Regions from separate parts of the Bombyx mori genome. Here region 2 is linked to region 1. A link is a contact called in public Hi-C data. All regions are on one chromosome and are shown on one strand. The core of a region is the stretch at or near the end of the contact, and the rest is flanking DNA. Distances in the headings are between cores, read along the strand shown.

Region 1 (3,588 bases), core at 976-3,475:
GATTATCAGTCCACGCTGGAACTCCTCCTCGCGTCGTTTCCTCGCTGCTGAGGGTCGTGACTATAATACTTCGACATGATTTTACTCCTTGTAATGTCCCGCCAGCGCCTCCGATCATTGGCCGCATGAAGGGCGTCGGACTATACACGAGCAAATATATATTCACAGAAAATTCTTATGCCTATCCGGTTCATTATTAGTTGATATAGAAAAGAAATCGTGTCTAGGCTTAGCTACTGCGGCAGAAATATAAATTCAAGTGATTTTCCTTCTCAAATTCTTTTTTTTCCTTTTTTTTTTTATTGCTTAGATGGGTGGACGAACTCACAGCCCACTTGGTGTTAAATGGTTACTGGAGCCCATATACATCTACAACGTAAATGCACCACACACCTTGAGATATAAGGTCTAAGATCTCAGTATAGTTACAACGGCTGCCCCACCCTACAAACCGAAACGCATTACTGCTTCACGGCAGAATTAGGCGGGGCGGTGGTACCTACCCGTGCGGACTCACAAGAGATCCTACCACCAGTAAAAATTATTATGTAGTTCTCAATGGTAGGGGCTGACTTGCTACCGGTATTGCTGATTTCCGTGAGCATCAACGTGGGACTCATCGTAGCGATGGCGGTAGACTAATTTACTTTTACAAACGCGGGCACTACATCTATTTATAATCTAATTATTTATGAAGACATAAATATTTACAAAACGTAAACAAATGATGTTATCATTGCTTATATAAGTCAGCCCATATCTTTATATGTATCGCAGGGTTATTATCGAAACCATGATATTCAAATTTTACTAGTGTCGTTACATCATCGCGTTAGACAAAAAACAAGTTAAAGTGTACTAAGATGTCACATCACTAAAACTAAGCGAACTAGTTGACTTTGAATTCAACAGACCTTCTCAGGGCTGTGGTACTTTTGTAATGAATAACTGGACAATTGATAGTTTACAATGTTTGAGATATTATGAACGATAAATAAAAAAAAAATCCAATTACAATATCACTAGTGAGATTACACTATCGCGGCTTTGAAAATAACGTGGTGACAGATGCAATATGAACATATGTACGAGTGTATTAGCACTCGCCAAGACATATTTATATAATTATTAATACGTGAAGCAAAAACTTTGTATCCCTTTTTACGAAAATTGCGCGGACGGAGGAGTATGAAATTTTCCACACTTATAAAGAATATAGAGAAGAAGTGCACAATGCTAATATTTTTTGTTAAATTATGCATTAATAATACATTAAATCAATAAAGAAAACATTACACACACCACCATGTATTTGACGCACACACGCATTCATACTATTTATTGCCAAACTTTTGTTCTTGACGCCTGTTGTCAAATTGAGATTAAATATTGTTTGTCTTTGTTAATATTTTTTATAGTGTAGTCTTGGCGAAATTTGTGATTATAGAAGTATAATAGTGTTTGAAAATAGAATCTTAATAGTGTACAAACTTATAATTTCAATTAATTATGGTCGAATTTCGACTACCGGGCGACCACTAGTGTCTATAATTATGTAATTCAAGTTCACGATTGTGCATTTGCATTCGTGTCAACATTATGTTTACTGCATTCCGATTACGTGGAAAGTTTACAATTTATAACGAGAGCTCTGAAAATGGACAATGAAACTTTTGATCCTGCAGCTGAAGACCTACCATTTAATTAAATTATCTATGATCAGATGCACTTACTTAGATATACTTACGGTAGGCAGCGGCTTGTCTCTGCCCCTGGAATTGCTGAAGTCCATGGGCGACGGTAACCACTCGCCATCAGGTGGGCCGTATGCTCGAGTCTGCTTACATGGACAATAAAAAAAAAGATAGTAACACATCGTATCGTAGTCTGTGTCCACGTTCCTGTAATCTTGTGAAGTAATCTGTCCCACCTCAATAGAGTTGTGACAATAAGGGTCTTTAAAAATAAATAACTCCACGGTTCACGGTTTCTATGAAGCAAGTATCTAGCTCTAAAACCAATACAGGCATACAGGGGCAATAAAAAAAAATAAAAAAAACTTAGAACTCAATACTCTATTTATTTAAACAAAACTATTATCGATAAATAGTGTTGTTCTGCCGGATTTTAGAGAGAGAAACTGACGCTGTCGATGATGGCTCGTATTGCCGAATCGCAAAATTGCATCCATGCCAAGTTCGCCACAAGTTCACTATTATCGCACACATGCGTCGACTATGTGCACGGAGCACGTGTCGATGCACGCGATCCTCGTATGTAGATGCAATATGACTAGACTATGTTTACTAGCAGGAATATTTACATAACAAATCAGGGAAGCGTTTATTATGGTTACATGACTTAATGGGAAATGTAGCGTTGGTTATTTATTTATATGGGTGTAATGACGGGATTCCATTGGCAGTGAAACCACACTAGCAGCCTCCTTTGCGTCCAAGCGTCCGATGTCTATCAGAGGTCGGGGAAAATGGACCTGGGAAAGGGAAGATGACGCGAAACTTTTAATAATGAATTATAACACTCTCCTTATTAAGATTTCAATTTTTATAATAAACTTTTTGTGATCTAATTCTTAAATTTATCTTAATACCTAGTTTAAATTAGCTGTAAGTTTCACCTTCAAATTTGTATGCCAACAGGCAGAATGTAGTGGGATTGAATATATTTTTTACTAAGACCATACTTGTACCTGCATTCTATACAAATAAATGAATTATTATTATTATTATTATCTTTGTTTATTTAAAGCTATTAAACTGGACCCACTTTTTTCGAAAAAGCAATTTTGTTTAATGAGAAAAACTATTTTAGAATTTCGTATAACTTTTATCATTGACATTCCTGATGTCAATGGGCGACGGATTCCACTTATCAAACGATACAAGGTATAGTCGTTTACTTTCTAAATCAATAAAAAAATATCCATGACATTTTAGCTATTGCTTCAAGAGCTATTGTGAGAACAAAAAATCGGAACATACGCGTTACTATTTATTTTGCTTTATATTCATTTATCTTAAATATTTTCGAACGAAAACTATTAATACCAGCCTCGTTGCCAGGTTTTAAAAATGATATTAAGCGTTTTCATTTGAAGCTATTTATCACACCACAACACTAAATATTTACCTTTACTGGTGGTAGGACCTCTTGTGAGTCCGCGCGGGTAGGTACCACCACCCCGCCTATTTCCGCCGTGAAGCAGTAATGCGTTTCGGTTTGAAGGGTAGAGCAGCCGTTGTAACTATACTGAGATCTTAGAACTTATATCTCAAGGTGGGTGGCGCATTTACGTTGTAGATATCCATGGGCTCCAGTAACCACTTAACACCAGGTGGGCTGTGAGCTCGTCCACCCATCTAAGCAATAAAAAATAATAATAATATTTCATTTCGCCATCCCACCCGTAACTAGGCCGCTGCATACTGTGAAAACCTGGTCAATTATCGTTTGCCAGAAGACAAGCTATCTACAACCTATTGTATAAATTATAAATGCCTTTTAACTTCAATGTTAAATATGTTATAGTGTGCAATAAAGTATACTCTCTCTGTTTTTACCATACTA
Region 2 (3,266 bases), core at 435-2,934, 43 kb after region 1:
CGAGAATTTTATATATAAGATTAGTATAGATTTCTGTTTTCTTTTTTCTCGCAGTAGGTATACGTTGCCAATGTTTTTCGTGCACAGGATGTCAATTTCAGTATTTCATTCATCAACTCCGAATATAGATTACTTTAGATTCAGGATCATGTTTCCTTTGTCATGACGATCGACAAATTATAATATTTACGTAAAAGCTTCATAGATTACTTTTAGGGGTGAACGACCTCATGTTCCACCCGATGTTAAGTGTTTACCGGAACTCATAGATATTATCAGAACTGTCCAGCTTATTACGGCCATCCACGACCATGGAAACTGTAAAATATTCGTAACTAATATTATCAATTTAAGTGTTTTATTGGATGATGGTTTTTTTTTTCTTTTTTCCACAGGAGAAAATCGCCGGATCCCCACCCGCGCGGCAGGTGGGGTATGTGGGAGTTGAACCTCACTAAAAACTCCTGCCACTCACAACCGGCGCCCTACCTCGGACCGGGCCGGAGCTCAGTCGGGGCTAGTGAGACGGCGGACAGAGTCGACGCAGAGCACGTTACATCCATCCCACCGTCCCACGGACGCCGGACCGGCGACCGCCAGCGACACGACCACCGGTTCCCTCGTTCAGCGGGCCGAGAGCCCGCCTTGATGGCGCCGCGTTACACCATTGGCTGATGGTAGACTATGGTTGCTCCAGTTGAAAATGGTTTCCATCTACCCTGAATTTTGGCAATGGCAGGGCATCATAACTGTAGGGCCCTAAAATTCCTTGGGCTCGCGGTCTGCTCCCAGCATCTTGCAGATCGTCAAGTCCCACATATACCGCGCGCCCACGGGCCGAAAAAAAAAGGGCATAATCCGAAGCGAAGCGAGGGCGGGTCGCTAGTTTAACAAATACATATATGATTCTCGCACGTTCGAATTCAGTAGTATAACTAAAATAAATTCGATGACATAAAAACGTTAGCTAATATTTATTTATGATCGTACTATTGTCCTCTATTGCCCACAAAACGTTCAATAATACATTCAATATTATGTCATAAATAATAAATAAATAATTCATTGAATATATCCCGGTGCTTCGTTCACATAGTTCCAGCTTACACACTAATCTTCTCGGTTAAAATATATGTTTTTTAAACCGTTTATCTTAATGTGTCTGTGATGTTTTTATTTTGTTCATAATATTAATCGTAATTTCCCAACTCTTGTTTTGTGTAAGCTTTTATCATATTATTATTCATAACACACGTGTATGCGTATTCAAAAACAATAATCAAAGCAATGATGTCATTTGAATAATATATATAGCGTAAAAATATCAATAAGTAAAATGATAAAAAACTAAAAAGAAACGCTCTTTTACAGCGAACCGAAATCCTGTTGATACCGCTCAGGATATTAGAGGAAAATTAAAAAAAAAATTACCATCGGTCCTTTTTTTATTGCTTAGTTGGGTGGACGAGCTCACAGCCCACCTGGTGTTAAATGGTTACTGGAACCCATGGACATCTACAACGTAAATGCGCCACCCACCTTGAGATATAAGTTCTAAAATCTCAGTATAGTTACAACGGCTGCTCCACCCTTCAAACCGAAACGTATTACTGCTTGACGGTAGAAATAGGCAGGGTGGTGGTACCTAGCGCGGGAAAAAAGAAGTTTGACATAAGCAATTTTTTTTTCTTTTTATTTAGAAGAAAAGGTTTCGGTGGATCTGTAACGATATAAAACTGATATCCAATTTCGAAGGAGTGCGTTCCAAAGGAGATTTTATTAAAAAAAATTATCGGACTATTTAATAGAAAACGCATCCTTTGAAATCATTCTTTCAATTCATGAATGTGAATACATAACGTTTTCCGGGTTTTATCTATTCTTTTCCGCCTGAGCCCTATCTTTTTTCGTGCTAACTGCTTTAAACACTAAACGAGCATGACCTTGGGCCGTGTACCTAGATTTTTGCACGTGACGCTATTTACAATTCTTGCTACATTTATTTCGAGGAAAACTACGGACGAAAACAAGTTTTTATGTTTTTGTTTTAAATGTAGTCTGCATATTACGTCCCCGACTCTTATACAAGAACGATTTTCCGTCTTTTTTTTTTTAAGAGCAAATAAATCTAAAAAGTTCCATGGATTTTTTTAAATTTTATCTGTATTGTAAGCAAATGCTTCAGTCGGGTTTAATTGTGCGCCATTATTGCACACTTAAATCCGAAGCAATAATAAATTGATACAATAAAACAAAACTCAGTACGATCGTTCTCAGAAAGTCTGCCTTCCATTTATATTACGATCAATACATGTGTAATAAAACTAATAATATAACAGCAGTAAAATCCAGTTTACATTTAATATAAAAAGGGTTAACCGTAGTAATACCTATAATTTTTTTTTTATTGCTTCGTTGGGTGGACGAGCTCACAGCCCACCTGGTGTTAAGTGGTTACTGGAGCCCATAGACATCCACAACGTAAATGCGCCACCCACCTTGAGATATAAGTTCTAAAATCTTAGTAATTTACGCATTACTGCTTCACGGCAGAAATAAGCGGGGCGGTGGTACCTACCCGTGCGGACTCACAAGAGGTCCTACCACCAGTAATTACGCAAATTATAATTTTGCGGGTTTCATTTTTATTACACGATGTTATTCCTTCACCGTGGAAGTCAATCGTGAACATTTGTTGAGTACGTATTTCATTAGAAAAATTGGTACCCGTCTGAGATTCAAACACCGGTGCATCGCTCAACACGAATGCACCGGACGTCTTATCCTTTAGGCCACGACGACTTCAAAATGTAAATTATATATGTAAATTACCATAATATATTCACAGTTTCTGTATTCGCGGAATATTTACGGAACATTACCTACTCCGCGAATAAAGAGTTAAAAATAAAATCGGTGTGGTTTTCACTGGGCGAAACAAATTGATTCGTGTCATAACATAACTTAGGTTTCAATAAAACCGCGCGCTCCTTTTATAGTATTAGATATTAGAAGATACATAGCATATAATATTATTAAGATAGCTAAATAGCTTAGGTTTTCGGTTACCATGTCTTAACCAAAAAAAACAAGGAACCAATCTTAGGGGTATTCGCTTTGGAAATATGAGCCCTGCGGAAAAAAAGTAGGTAAGAGTATTTTTATTTATTTATTTTCCTTACCATAGTACCATTTTGTGAATTTCAAATTATTTTAGTTTTCCGTATTCACTATCTACTCATTAGTTGTGTTATTGGTGAAAACTT

The links. A called contact is a pair of places that touch in the nucleus more often than the background predicts.
Region 2: a Hi-C map of midgut shows a contact between it and region 1, with 1.5 times the contacts expected there. The contact joins the promoter of LOC101738787 here to the enhancer-like site in region 1. A contact is called at or near these places in 3 of 7 Hi-C or Micro-C datasets (midgut and whole pupa).

The regions. Positions count from the first base shown.
Region 1 is chr27:3,395,971-3,399,558 of ASM3026992v2, forward strand. No RefSeq gene overlaps it. Among protein-coding and RNA genes, the nearest start is that of LOC134201532, 29 kb to the right of the region's middle. Within about 2 kb of position 2,226, at least 5 of the 8 cell types and tissues checked have open chromatin away from gene starts, as enhancers often do.
Region 2 is chr27:3,439,394-3,442,659 of ASM3026992v2, forward strand. LOC101738787 (nuclear factor interleukin-3-regulated protein) reads left to right here and starts at 1,685. Exons shown (of 2, transcript XM_004923553.4): 1 at 1,685-3,266.